Regions from separate parts of the Zea mays genome. Here regions 1, 2 and 3 are each linked to region 4. Evidence: chromatin contacts called from public Hi-C data. All regions are on one chromosome and are shown on one strand. The core of a region is the stretch at or near the end of the contact, and the rest is flanking DNA. Distances in the headings are between cores, read along the strand shown. Region 1 holds the start of LOC541615 (sucrose transporter 1). Region 2 holds the start of LOC103631773 (50S ribosomal protein L18, chloroplastic-like). Region 3 holds the start of LOC100282269 (kelch motif family protein). Region 4 holds the start of LOC100274922.

Region 1 (2,700 bases), core at 50-2,549, 130 kb before region 4:
AAAATATAAAGAGGGTCTTAAAGCTGTTTTAAATAAATTGAAAATATTAGTAGAAAATGGAGAACATAAAAAAATTAAATACATCATTATAGTGAATATATAGAGAATTTGATCCGTAGTATATAATACTCCCTCTGTCTCTAAAAAAATGTCGTTTGACTTTTCTGAGATCATGTTTGACCAGCTCATTTTATTCAAAAAAATTCATAATTATCATTTATTTTCATTACGGTTTAGTTTATCATACCATTTACTTTAACAATAAACTAAAGTTTTCTATATTTTCACAAATATTTTGAATAAAACAAATTGATCAAAGTTGGCCTCAAGAAAGTCAAACGACATCCTTTGTGAGACGGAGGGAGTAATACATAAGAGAATAAAAAATAAAATATATCGCACCACAAAGGGATCAAACCAGCCAATCTCCAAGATATGAGCCCAAAAGCTACAGACCACCTAATCACATTCTCTCTGGTGCTTGAAGCTGTAAATGTTTTCCATATAGTTTAAAACTTCAGTGTTTAATATGTGTTGGTCCTGCACCTGCACTACATATATGGTATACCATGGTCGCTCTATCCGGCATATCCTATGGATCCATCCCTAGTTGGAGAATTGAGAAGAAGAAAAACGGCCATCCGCACAAAGGCTCACGTGTATTACGATGAAGGTAGGTACCATCGAGCGACATGGTTGCGGCTTGTGCGGCGTACGTGTTTGTGGGACTCTCCATCCATCCCCAGCACGTCACTCTCTGCTTGGACGAACGCACGCAGATGCAGACGCAGTGGACCATTCGTAGTACCGCTAGGTTGTGCGTGTTCTCTAGTGACGATACGACTGACGACACGAACAGATCAGCCAGGCCAGCCAAGAAGCGCAGCCACAGGCGATCCGGGCGGCGCCTGTGCATGGCCGAAACTGGAGTGGAATCGCTAGGTGCACCCGGGGGGTGATAGAGGATTCGCAGCCTGGCGAAGCTAGACCGGACGATCTGGAGGCAGCGGCTGCAGATGGATAAGGCAGGCAGGCACTCCTGCAGGCTGCAGCACCCTGTGGGCTGTGCCGTGGGCCTAGCATAGCAGTAATTAATAATTGCGCCCTGGGGGAGTGAGTGCTGGTAGGATGGCGGGACGAGTGGCCGCATCCGCGGGCAGGCTAGGCTCGCATCGCATAGCAGCTAGCGTGGTCCGCGCACGCCAGGCCGCGGGCCGGGCTGGGCCGGCCGGGGTCGTCGCGCGCCACGGCCTTTAAATGCCACACCATCTCCCCCGCTCCAAACACCCACACCCACACCACACCTCACGTCTCCTCACTACCCGCGCTCTCAGGCAGCGCACCTCGCTCCTCCTCCCCCACAGCGCTTTCCATTTTCGTCTATCTCCCGAGAACCCTCCTGCGCCTCCCAAAGCTCTCTTGTTCGTTGCTCCCCCCCCCCCCCCCCCCGTGCTGGTTAATCATCCCCTTCGATTTCGATCACATACATATAATCTCTCTCAGCTATCGCGGCCGCGCGCCTGATCGACGTACGACCGGTCTGGTACGTACGTGTGCTCGCCCGCCATGGCTCGCGGCGACGGCGAGCTGGAGCTGTCCGTGGGGGTCCGCGGCACCGGCGGCGCGGCGGCGGCGGCGGCGGACCACGTGGCGCCGATCAGCCTCGGCAGGCTCATCCTCGCCGGCATGGTCGCCGGCGGCGTGCAGTACGGCTGGGCGCTGCAGCTCTCCCTCCTCACGCCCTACGTGCAGGTATACACACACACATATAGACGTCGTACTGCCTAGCTACATACCCTTCATCGTCACCACCGACACGCGACGCGAGATCGCGCCTCCGCGCGTGTGCACGTATACTATACGTGCGTGTACATGCGGCGGGGCGGCATGCACGGCGAGCGCCGTACGTGTCTTGCTTGCAAATAAACGATACTACCGCCGATCATGCATGATGTTCTATATTCAACCGCTATTTTACAAAAGCTAATAATAAGCAGGTGCCATATACACACATTTAATGAGTAGTAGTTTGAATTTGAAAAAGGCAGAGAGCATCTTTTCGATGACCAGTAACGACGTAATGGACGTTTGATCCTGTCTTTGTCTCGTCAAACCCACGAGAGAAAAAAAAGTAGAGTAAGCACGTAGTACACACTGAGAATCAGCATATATATATCTGCACGTACACATGTGTGGCCAAAAAAACTTGCAGCTGATAGCTACGTATACACTTGGTCGTTTCTACTTGATGTATGTGGGTGGTTTTGTTTAGATGAATTATATACTCCGTATGAACTGGAGCAGTGCTTCACGATCGAAATAATTAAACTGGAAATCCTGCTTCGTCCCTTACTTCCTGCTCCGCCACCCAAATATATATGTTGTGCCTACTTTTCCTCCGGACCGGCTAATTACTGCCGAAATAAGCTGGGAAGAACACAGCTTCTTCTCTCTTCCTTCTTTTCATTGCATGCACATACAAAAGTCAAACCTTTCAGAAACGTTTCTATGTGCACGGCAGACGTGGTGTGTGTGTGACGTACAGTAGGCACTGGTATTGTTGTGACCACCTGCCAGTATTAATACACTACTGTACTTTCATCTGCCACCTCGTATGTGCCAGTCTTGGGTCCCTAGGCCCTAGCATATGCATGACCGAAGAAGCAGATAGCCTTGCCGAAAAAGACGCAGGATCGTCGG
Region 2 (2,700 bases), core at 41-2,540, 160 kb after region 4:
TCCTCACCAAGCTGGGTCAACGCAAGAATCTCCTCAAGATAAAGCTCAATTTCCCTGGGATCAGGCCCTTCACTACCTCCAGCAGCACTGGCCATGGAACCCATGACCGAAAGGAGGTTCTTTGTATAGGAGTTTATATCCGATGCAAGTCGTGCAAGCTTCCTGTAATCAGCATAACGGCGTAGTATCTGGGTGCCCCGCGAATCACACTCCTCCTGCAGCTCAATGATGGCATAAGCAACACCATCGTCTCCCCTGAGCTCACGAAGCACAGCATCATTCTCCTCAACAGCGAGCACAATGTCCTTAAAGAGACGGGTGAGGCAGCCAACAAAATCCGGCCGCTCAGAGGTCGGCTGGGTCGCGGAGGTCAGCTCCGCGAGGTGCTCAAAGTCTGCGCGGGCACGCAGAGCGACAACCTTCTTCAGGTAGGCGACGTAGACCTGGAGTCCTTCATCAGCGAGTCCGAGCAGTGGGAATAGGCGGACGAGGCGAAGCACAGCAGGATGGTCCTGTGCATCAACGACCGCCGCTAGCCTCCGACGCGCGAGCCCCTCGAGGCGACGTTTCATGTCAAGCAGATCGCGGCGGAGATCGTCGTCGGTGGGGAACCGAGCGTCGATAGCGAGGAATTCGTGCACGGCGGTGGCGGCGGCGGCGAGGTCGTCGGCGGCCAAGGCCCGCCGCGCGGCTTCGAGCGCGCGAGAACGATCGAGCGCGGCCTCGGCACGTGCCAGCGCAGCGTCCGCCCTGGAGTGCGCCGCGTCGAGATGGCGGACGCGGGACGAGAGCGCGTCGGCGAGCGCCGCGGTGGTGGAGGAGGATTCCTTAAGCGCGGCGGCGTCGGAAGCCGCGAGCGAGAGCAGAGGCGGGGCAGAGCGGAGGAGCGAAGCAGCGGCGCGGTCGAGGTCAGCACGGCGGGCGAGGAGAGCGTCGAGACGGGCGTCGAGCCCGCGCTGGTAGGCCACGCACTCGTGGAGGAGGCGGGTGGCGGCACCCGCGTCGGTGAGGACTCGGAGCGCGGCGAGGGAGGCCGGGTCGCCGAAGTCGAGGGATGGTGGCACGTCAGCGGACGAGGGGTCCGGGGCCACAATGGCATCCGGTCGGCGCGGGGACCGCGGGGCGGGAGAGGGCACCGCCATGGCCGCGGACCGCGGCGTCGGTGCAGATCGGCAAGATCTCGGAGTCCGGGGGAGAAGACGAGACTCGAGAGGGTTGGGCTGTGGACCGTTGGACACCGAGAAGACCAGATCTCGGAGTGCTTCTCTCTCTCTTCTTTTTTTCAGGGCAAGGGCGACGGTGCGGTGCGGAGTGTGCGGGCGCTGCGGCTGGTGCCTGGTGGGGAAAAAAATTTGCTGCAGCCCGGCTGCAAACTAGGCTGTTTGCAGCCCCTCACAAAAATGAGGATAGGCCCCACCTGTAGGCCAATAACACAACTAAAACGTTATCTAGTAGACTTGCAGGTGAGGTCTATCCTCTTTTTTGTTAGGGGCTGCAAACAGCCTGGTTTGTAACCGGGCTGCAACAAATTTTTTTCCCCTGGTGGTGGTGGGGTAAAACGGAATGGTAAACTGAAGCCAACTGCCAACCCAACGAAGGCCAGAACTGCGCGCGCGGAACCTGTTCGACGAATTGGCGCACTGGCTATGGCGCTGCTACGCGCCGCGCTAGCCCAGCCGTTATCGCCGCGCCCCGCGCTCCCGGTCCGCCACCCTCCGACCTCGCTGACAGGCTCCAGGTTTATCCTCGACTTCTCGCTTCCGCCACATCCAGGTGAGCAGAGCCACCGCATACACGCTGTTCCGCGCTCGCTAGCTCGGCGACGCCCACGCGCGCTCTTATCTCTGTCTGACGCGTGCAGGCCCCGGCGCGCCCCGGCGCGAGTACCCCAGGATCGAGGCGACGGCGAGGCGAGGCGCGCGAACTGAGAGCGCCAAGGTCAGGAACCGTCGGCTGCAGAAGAAGGTACGTTCCGGTGCTCCACCTGGTTCTCAAATTTCAGGATAAGGCCAGCTACCAGGCAGCCGGTGTAACCAAACCGCCGTTCCGCCGACTCTCGCTGTATGCAGTTCAACGGCACGGCGACGAAGCCCAGACTCTCGGTGTTCTGCTCCAACCGGCAGCTCTACGCTGTGCTCGCCGACGACCACAACAAGAAGATCCTCTTCTATGGCAGCACGCTGCAGAAGTCCATCTGCGGCGACCCGCCCTGTGGCACCGTGGTAAGCCGCCGCCGTCGTCTTCTCCATCTGGAATTTGGTTTGTATTCCGGCGGGACTCTTGAGCTTGAGTTCGCCTCGCCGGCTCGCCCTGCACAGGAGGCTGCCCGGAAGGTCGGGGAGGAGCTCGTCAGGGTGTGCAACGAGTTGGGCATCTCCGAGGTCTCCTACGACCGCAACGGCTTTGCTCGAGGCGACAAGATGATGGCGTTCGAGGTTCCGGTCTCACAGCACGGGTTCCTGCCAAGATAGGCTGCAACTGTAGTGTCGCCCCCAGAAAGGAGGCACCAGGGCTTGCATTGACAGTTCTCAGGAGACAGGGAAGTTGGTCACATTCCATGCGGATTCTGTATTCTGTATTCTGTATGATCCATCAGTCCTTGATCAACAGGCAGTTCATATTTCACTAACAAGGACAGTTTCTCCGTACTCTATACACGATTCCAGTACCTACTGCTCAGATCTCCTTACATCCCCTTTA
Region 3 (2,700 bases), core at 70-2,569, 220 kb before region 4:
CGCCGCAGCCGGTAGATCTCCCCGCTGCGGACCATGGAGCGGAAGTCCCGGCTGAGGGAGGCCACCGAGCCGTAGTCGGACCGAGATAGCCGGAGGAGGCAATTGAGGGTCAGGTCACGACCGATCGAAGTCATGGGGTTGCTCCCGGTGATCCGCTGCTCTCCGGAACCGGTTGCGTGGCGGTTGGAGCCGTGGCCCTCGCAGATGTCCGGCGTGTGCGGCTGCGGAGATGGCGGCTTGCTGCGCTTGCCGCCGCTGCCAGTTTCGTCCGGGTCTTCGACCTCGACGTCATCTTCCGGCGCCGGGCGCTTGCCGCTGAGGACCGCGTGGGCGAGGTACTCCCACTCCGCCTCCGGCTCGCAGGAGCTCGGCACGGAGCGTGACACAAGGTAGGACTTCCCTTCCAGCATCATGCCTTCTCCCCCAAAAATCTTTCTATTCTTGCTTTATTTGCTCCTCCTAATCTGAGATCGATCCAGGGGAAAAAAAGTTGAAATCTTATCTTGCTTAGCAATATCGTTGTTGCGATCTGCAGGCGACATAATCGAATAGAAAAAAAAATAAGCGGGGATGATATCAACGGGAACAAAGGGATCAAGAACAGGTGAAGACGTGAGATCTGGGGAGCACGAACCTCGTGAATAAAACAGGCACAAAAATCTAATCTTGCAGCGCGAACCCGACCGATCTCACCAAATCTGTGAAGAAGAAAACAAAAAAAAAAAACAAAATCTCTTTCTCAGCTCGGCGATAAGTCGGATGACAGGAATCCGGGCCAGCCAAGCAAGACGCCAAAATAAGGAAAAGGAGGTCACCTTAAACCAAATCCATGGCAGATTGCGGGCACCAAATCTGCGTTCAAAGATCGCGCACTGGAGCCCAATCAGAGGTCCTGGCCGCCACTCCACCCCCGAGAAATCCCCTCCGGTTCCCGGTCCTCCCCTCGCCCCCTACCGATGCGCGAGGATTTATACCTGTAGAGCTAGATAGATGGATAGACGGATGGCTGGCTCTATCTTCTGATGCCACTTGGTTACAACTGCCGCTTCTAATGCTTCTGGCCTCTGCTGCAGCCTCTGCTGTCTCCCTCGACCTCCCTCTCTCGTAGCGTGCTCCTCTGCTCCCCCCTCTCTCTCTTTCTCTCGTGTAGGGCTTGGGGAAATGGGACTCTCCCCTCCTTCACTCCCGCTTTCGCTTGGCAAGTGGTGGCCGGTGGGGAAGGGGCATGGGAACCCTATCGAATTTCTCTCTCCTGCTCTGCCCTGCCCCTCTCTCTCCTCCCTTTCGCTTTTGTGTGCGTCCGTCTGTTTTGGCTCGTCGGAATTGGAAGCCGCGCAGGGCTCAGAAATAGAAAAGGGCAGGAGCGGCCACCGTCCCAGCTCACCTGAGGCTGACGTGGATTACTCTGCCCTTCGCATCTTCTGCTGCGCTCTCGCACTGTACAGCCCCCATCGACTTTACTTACGTTCACCAAAAACAGCCGACCTTTATTTAAAAAAAATGGTCAAATAGAATAACTCCATGAAATCTAGATTCATCAAATTGATGAATATAATAATGATCAGATTAAAACTCTTCAAATGATACTTCACCAACTCTATGAATCTCTTCCCTCTCTCTCTCTCTCTCTCCATGGATCCTCCCTCGACCGATCGCGTCCTCTCCCTCATCCGTCAGAGTCCGTGCCCCGCCACTGCCCTGCCTCTCACGATGGATTTCAGATTCATGCTGCAATGAATTTTAAGATCTAGATTTAATTTTTCGCTCATGACATGAGGTTGTCCCAGTTTTACTCCCTACCCTCGACACAAAATCGGACTGAAAAGGTGGTTGACGACCGGCCGGTTATATATATAACTTGTTCAGGTATTAGCAATGCAAGTTAACAAACAAACACATGCCACGTATCCTTTCAATTTCTTTTCATCGATCGGATGCTGATTGCCAGCCGTAGAACCTTTTTTTTATGTGAACTAGAGTACAGTATTCTGCCACGACGCTGCCACAAATATAAACAAATGCTTCCTATTTGCCGGTCGTTGTCTTCGTTATTCGTCATCGTTGCAGGCTATAGATGGAGGGGAGTGTATATATATACACGTACAACCACCGGCTTAAAGTCAATTCAACCACTATTCCGATTTAAAATGTGTACAGATAATCAGTGCATTGATTATGAGCGTGAAGACATAATGGAGTGGCCCTGCAAAGAATCTTCAATGGCTTCTCTTTTCTAGTTTCTAGGTCAAGTAATCGTTCTCTTTTGCATACTACGCCAGTACGTACGTATGTACGTACATACAACGCCCAGTCGCCCCTATCGTGGCCTCCATACGGAAAAAAAGTGTCCTTAATCACTGTACACATCTGCAACTGAGCACGGATACGGATGTAAAAAAAAGTGCCCTTAATTACTATGCTTTATCTTTTATCTGTATCGGTTCGGTTGCTGGTATTTTTCTCTTCTTATTCTACTTGCATGCGCATGCTGCTCAAGATGAATTTGTTTTTTCAGTGACACGATTGTGTGTGTGAGCCAGGCTGCGGATGCAACCTTCTTTCGCGTTGCATTAGGCGTCTCCTGAAACAATGTGGTGGTGCTGCAGGAGCATAGTACATGTTCCACACCGAATACGTGGCGGCACCAAATCCTTGCACAGATTAAGGGGCGACAATCTTGCGCGGGTGCTCTAACAAGGA
Region 4 (2,700 bases), core at 16-2,515:
GCGAACTCGTTAACTCGCCATAACGACATGTCGATGTGAGTATGTGACCACTCCGTCCTATCCCCCTCGCTGGTTTGCCCCTTTCCCTTCTCCGGCTCTCCTGCTAGGACAACTTAAAAGGTTTTTAGGTATTCATATCATCTTGGAATATTCCTATTCCTAGTATTACCTTACCTTCATATTATTGTCACGAAGCTATTTTTTAACTGGTCTAGTGATTTATCCTTTGTGGTGTCGCTCCATCTATAATTTTGTCATGCGTTCGGCACTACATCTAGTCACCTGTGTCCACCCCTCTTGCACGCCTGACTAGCTTCAAAATACACAGCTTGTTCGCTGCGACTTGCTGCGGCTGCAATCCGGCTGCGGCTGCGGCTTCTACAGTATTTTTCTCTCTATGGATTGCAGCTGCAGTAATCCAAACAGCTGCAACAGTGTCGGCTTGTAGCCAGCCGAACACGCCCACACATACCCCGTATGCATATCCGGGAAGTTAATACGACGAGAACCTTCGCCAACGCGTCCAGCCGCTAATAACGCTGTCACGAAGGAGTTCATGAGTGAATGAACGCATATACTGTATCATGATATGATGGGAACGCCGGTAGTTATTGGCGGCAACAACACGCTGGCCGGATTGGAGGCTCTGAGAACTTCGGCAGCCGTCTGAACCTCTGGAACCCCTGCGTACGTCAGCGTCGCCATGGTCACTTCTTCGTCTCTCGCCCTACATGACATGATTCACGGGAAGGTGGACAGGTCGCCTGCAAAGTGAAGAGGATGAGCGAGCTTGTTGCCACTTGCCAGTCGCATCCGATTTTGGCAATGGCAAGGACGTTTAGGCCGGGCACCGAATTGTGCTTGTGCTTCTCCTTTTCGGGGGCACGGCCGAGCTGGCCACACGGAGTCGCGGATTATTTTTCCTCCCTGCCGACTAGTCACCATCCTGTCCTCCCTGAAAGGTATTCGCGTAGTAGTAGTAGAGGAGGCAAAAGCCGTGTGAAGCCATGGCCACAGCACGGACCGGGTGAAGTCACGGGTCTGTGGGCCCAGATTGGCAGGCAATCCTCAATGCTAGCTCCACGGCTCCACTCCACCACACCACACAGCACAGCAGTCACCAGCTGTGGCCGCCCGCCTCCGCCCTCCGCGCCGCGGACGCGTGGTGTTGGCGTGGTATGCAACGGGCAGTCAGCGCAACGGATCGAAGAGAGAGCTTTGCAGGAAGATTATAAAGCTGCAGTGGGCACCCACTGGTGGCTCGAAACCAGCTGGATTTTCTTTCCACTTCGGTGTGCTGGTCGACGTGGTCCTTCTCTCCTCTCGTCTCCACAGTCCACACACACCGTGTGCGGCGGTAGCTGCTGCTGCCCGTGCCTACCGAAGAAGACAAGTCCAACACTGTTGTTCTGTTCCGTGATTGCGGAATTTGCTTCACCACACCTTCATCAGAGAGCCGAGACGACACGCTCGAGACCCAGCAAGGCAAGAAGAACACGAGAGAGACAGCAGGCACCAGGCAGGGATCAATCATCCGTCCATGGAGAACCTAAAGGAGGTAAGTAAACCTAGTGATCTCTGCCTCCCTGGACCCTCTCTCTCTTGATTCCTTTCCCGAGGAGCTCAGCTCGCTCGGCTAGCTAGGCACCGGGTTCCTGTTCCTGCCGCGAGGCGCGTCTCACACGCGGCGGTCGGTGCGCGCATGCAGCAGCGGGGCCACGACGCGGCGGGCGCCAACGCCTGGATGACGGTGCCGGCGTTCGGGGACTGGGACACGAAGAACGGCGCGCTGCCGGACTACTCCATGGACTTCTCCAAGATCCGCGAGATGCGCAAGCAGAACAAGAAGGAGCTCTCCCGCGCCAGCCTCGGCGGCGACGACGACCTCCTCGCCCACGCCCAGAAGCCGCAGCCCAGTATCGCCCCGCCCAAGCTCGGCCGCCCCCGCCCCGGCCCCGCCGACGACCACTCCCCAACGGTAAACTTTTTCGTTTCGTGCCCCGTTCCCCGTCCCAGCATCATTAAACCAACCTGAGGCATCTTTTCTTTCCCTTTTTTTAACTGGATTTCGATTCGTCTAGTTTTAACTGGAATTTATAAGCGCGGGTAGTAATTAGCTAGTGTCGAGGATTGACCTTGCTATTTGTGAATGACTGGAGTACAAGCTAGGTACAAAATGAATGAATTAAACTAAACTAGTCTCCGGACGAGCCAGATTAGCAACGCTGACAGTGGACTAAAAAGCTGCAGCTGGCGAAAGCAGTTCTTTTGGAATTACGAAATACGTAGTAAAGTCACCTCACCACTTCAATAGGCAGCATCGCTGCAGTCTGTAGGAGCTCGATATCCTGCCGCGGCAGATTTCTGAAATGTCATAATAGTTCCCCCCAACATGTCAATGTTGGAAGAGTACAGCAACTCGCATCTACATGTGGCAGAGCTTCGAACTGGTAATACTAGCTAATTGATGTCTTAACCAAATGTTCCCCTACAGGGATAACATTTCGTTCCATAATCTTGAGGACAGAATAAGAAGATCATGGAGAACCACGGGTTTACTGCATATGCTGTAGATTATAATAAGATGTAGACACACAAGAGCAGTTTGCGCTCAAAATCTGGATCAAGGTATTAATAAGAGTTCTACTGAATAATATATTTGAATGGTGCAAAATCCCCCTCTCATTTAGAATCAACTAT

Evidence for each region. Hi-C and Micro-C count contacts between places; a contact is called where the count stands out from the background.
Region 1: a contact with region 4 is called in a Hi-C map of bundle sheath, with 3 times the contacts expected there. The contact joins the promoter of LOC541615 here to the promoter of LOC100274922 in region 4. A contact is called at or near these places in 8 of 25 Hi-C or Micro-C datasets (bundle sheath, ear, endosperm and 3 more).
Region 2: a Hi-C map of leaf mesophyll shows a contact between it and region 4, with 3 times the contacts expected there. The contact joins the promoter of LOC103631773 here to the promoter of LOC100274922 in region 4. A contact is called at or near these places in 3 of 25 Hi-C or Micro-C datasets (bundle sheath, leaf and leaf mesophyll).
Region 3: a contact with region 4 is called in a Hi-C map of bundle sheath, with 1.8 times the contacts expected there. The contact joins the promoter of LOC100282269 here to the promoter of LOC100274922 in region 4. A contact is called at or near these places in 2 of 25 Hi-C or Micro-C datasets (bundle sheath and leaf).

Annotation. Positions count from the first base shown.
Region 1 is chr1:15,200,413-15,203,112 of Zm-B73-REFERENCE-NAM-5.0, reverse strand. LOC541615 (sucrose transporter 1) reads left to right here and starts at 1,299. Exons shown (of 13, transcript NM_001305791.2): 1 at 1,299-1,421; 2 at 1,504-1,752. The coding sequence starts at 1,567.
Region 2 is chr1:14,907,389-14,910,088 of Zm-B73-REFERENCE-NAM-5.0, reverse strand. LOC103631773 (50S ribosomal protein L18, chloroplastic-like) reads left to right here and starts at 1,290. Exons shown (of 4, transcript XM_008653247.4): 1 at 1,290-1,773; 2 at 1,862-1,965; 3 at 2,070-2,222; 4 at 2,319-2,668. The coding sequence starts at 1,647. The coding sequence ends at 2,471. LOC103631772 (conserved oligomeric Golgi complex subunit 4) reads right to left here and starts at 1,396. Exons shown (of 2, transcript XM_008653243.3): 1 at 1-1,396. The coding sequence starts at 1,142.
Region 3 is chr1:15,294,095-15,296,794 of Zm-B73-REFERENCE-NAM-5.0, reverse strand. LOC100282269 (kelch motif family protein) reads right to left here and starts at 1,319. Exons shown (of 3, transcript NM_001412099.1): 1 at 816-1,319; 2 at 635-698; 3 at 1-529. The coding sequence starts at 413.
Region 4 is chr1:15,071,352-15,074,051 of Zm-B73-REFERENCE-NAM-5.0, reverse strand. It overlaps LOC100274922, which reads left to right and starts at 1,265. Exons shown (of 3, transcript NM_001149170.2): 1 at 1,265-1,558; 2 at 1,709-1,978. The coding sequence starts at 1,541.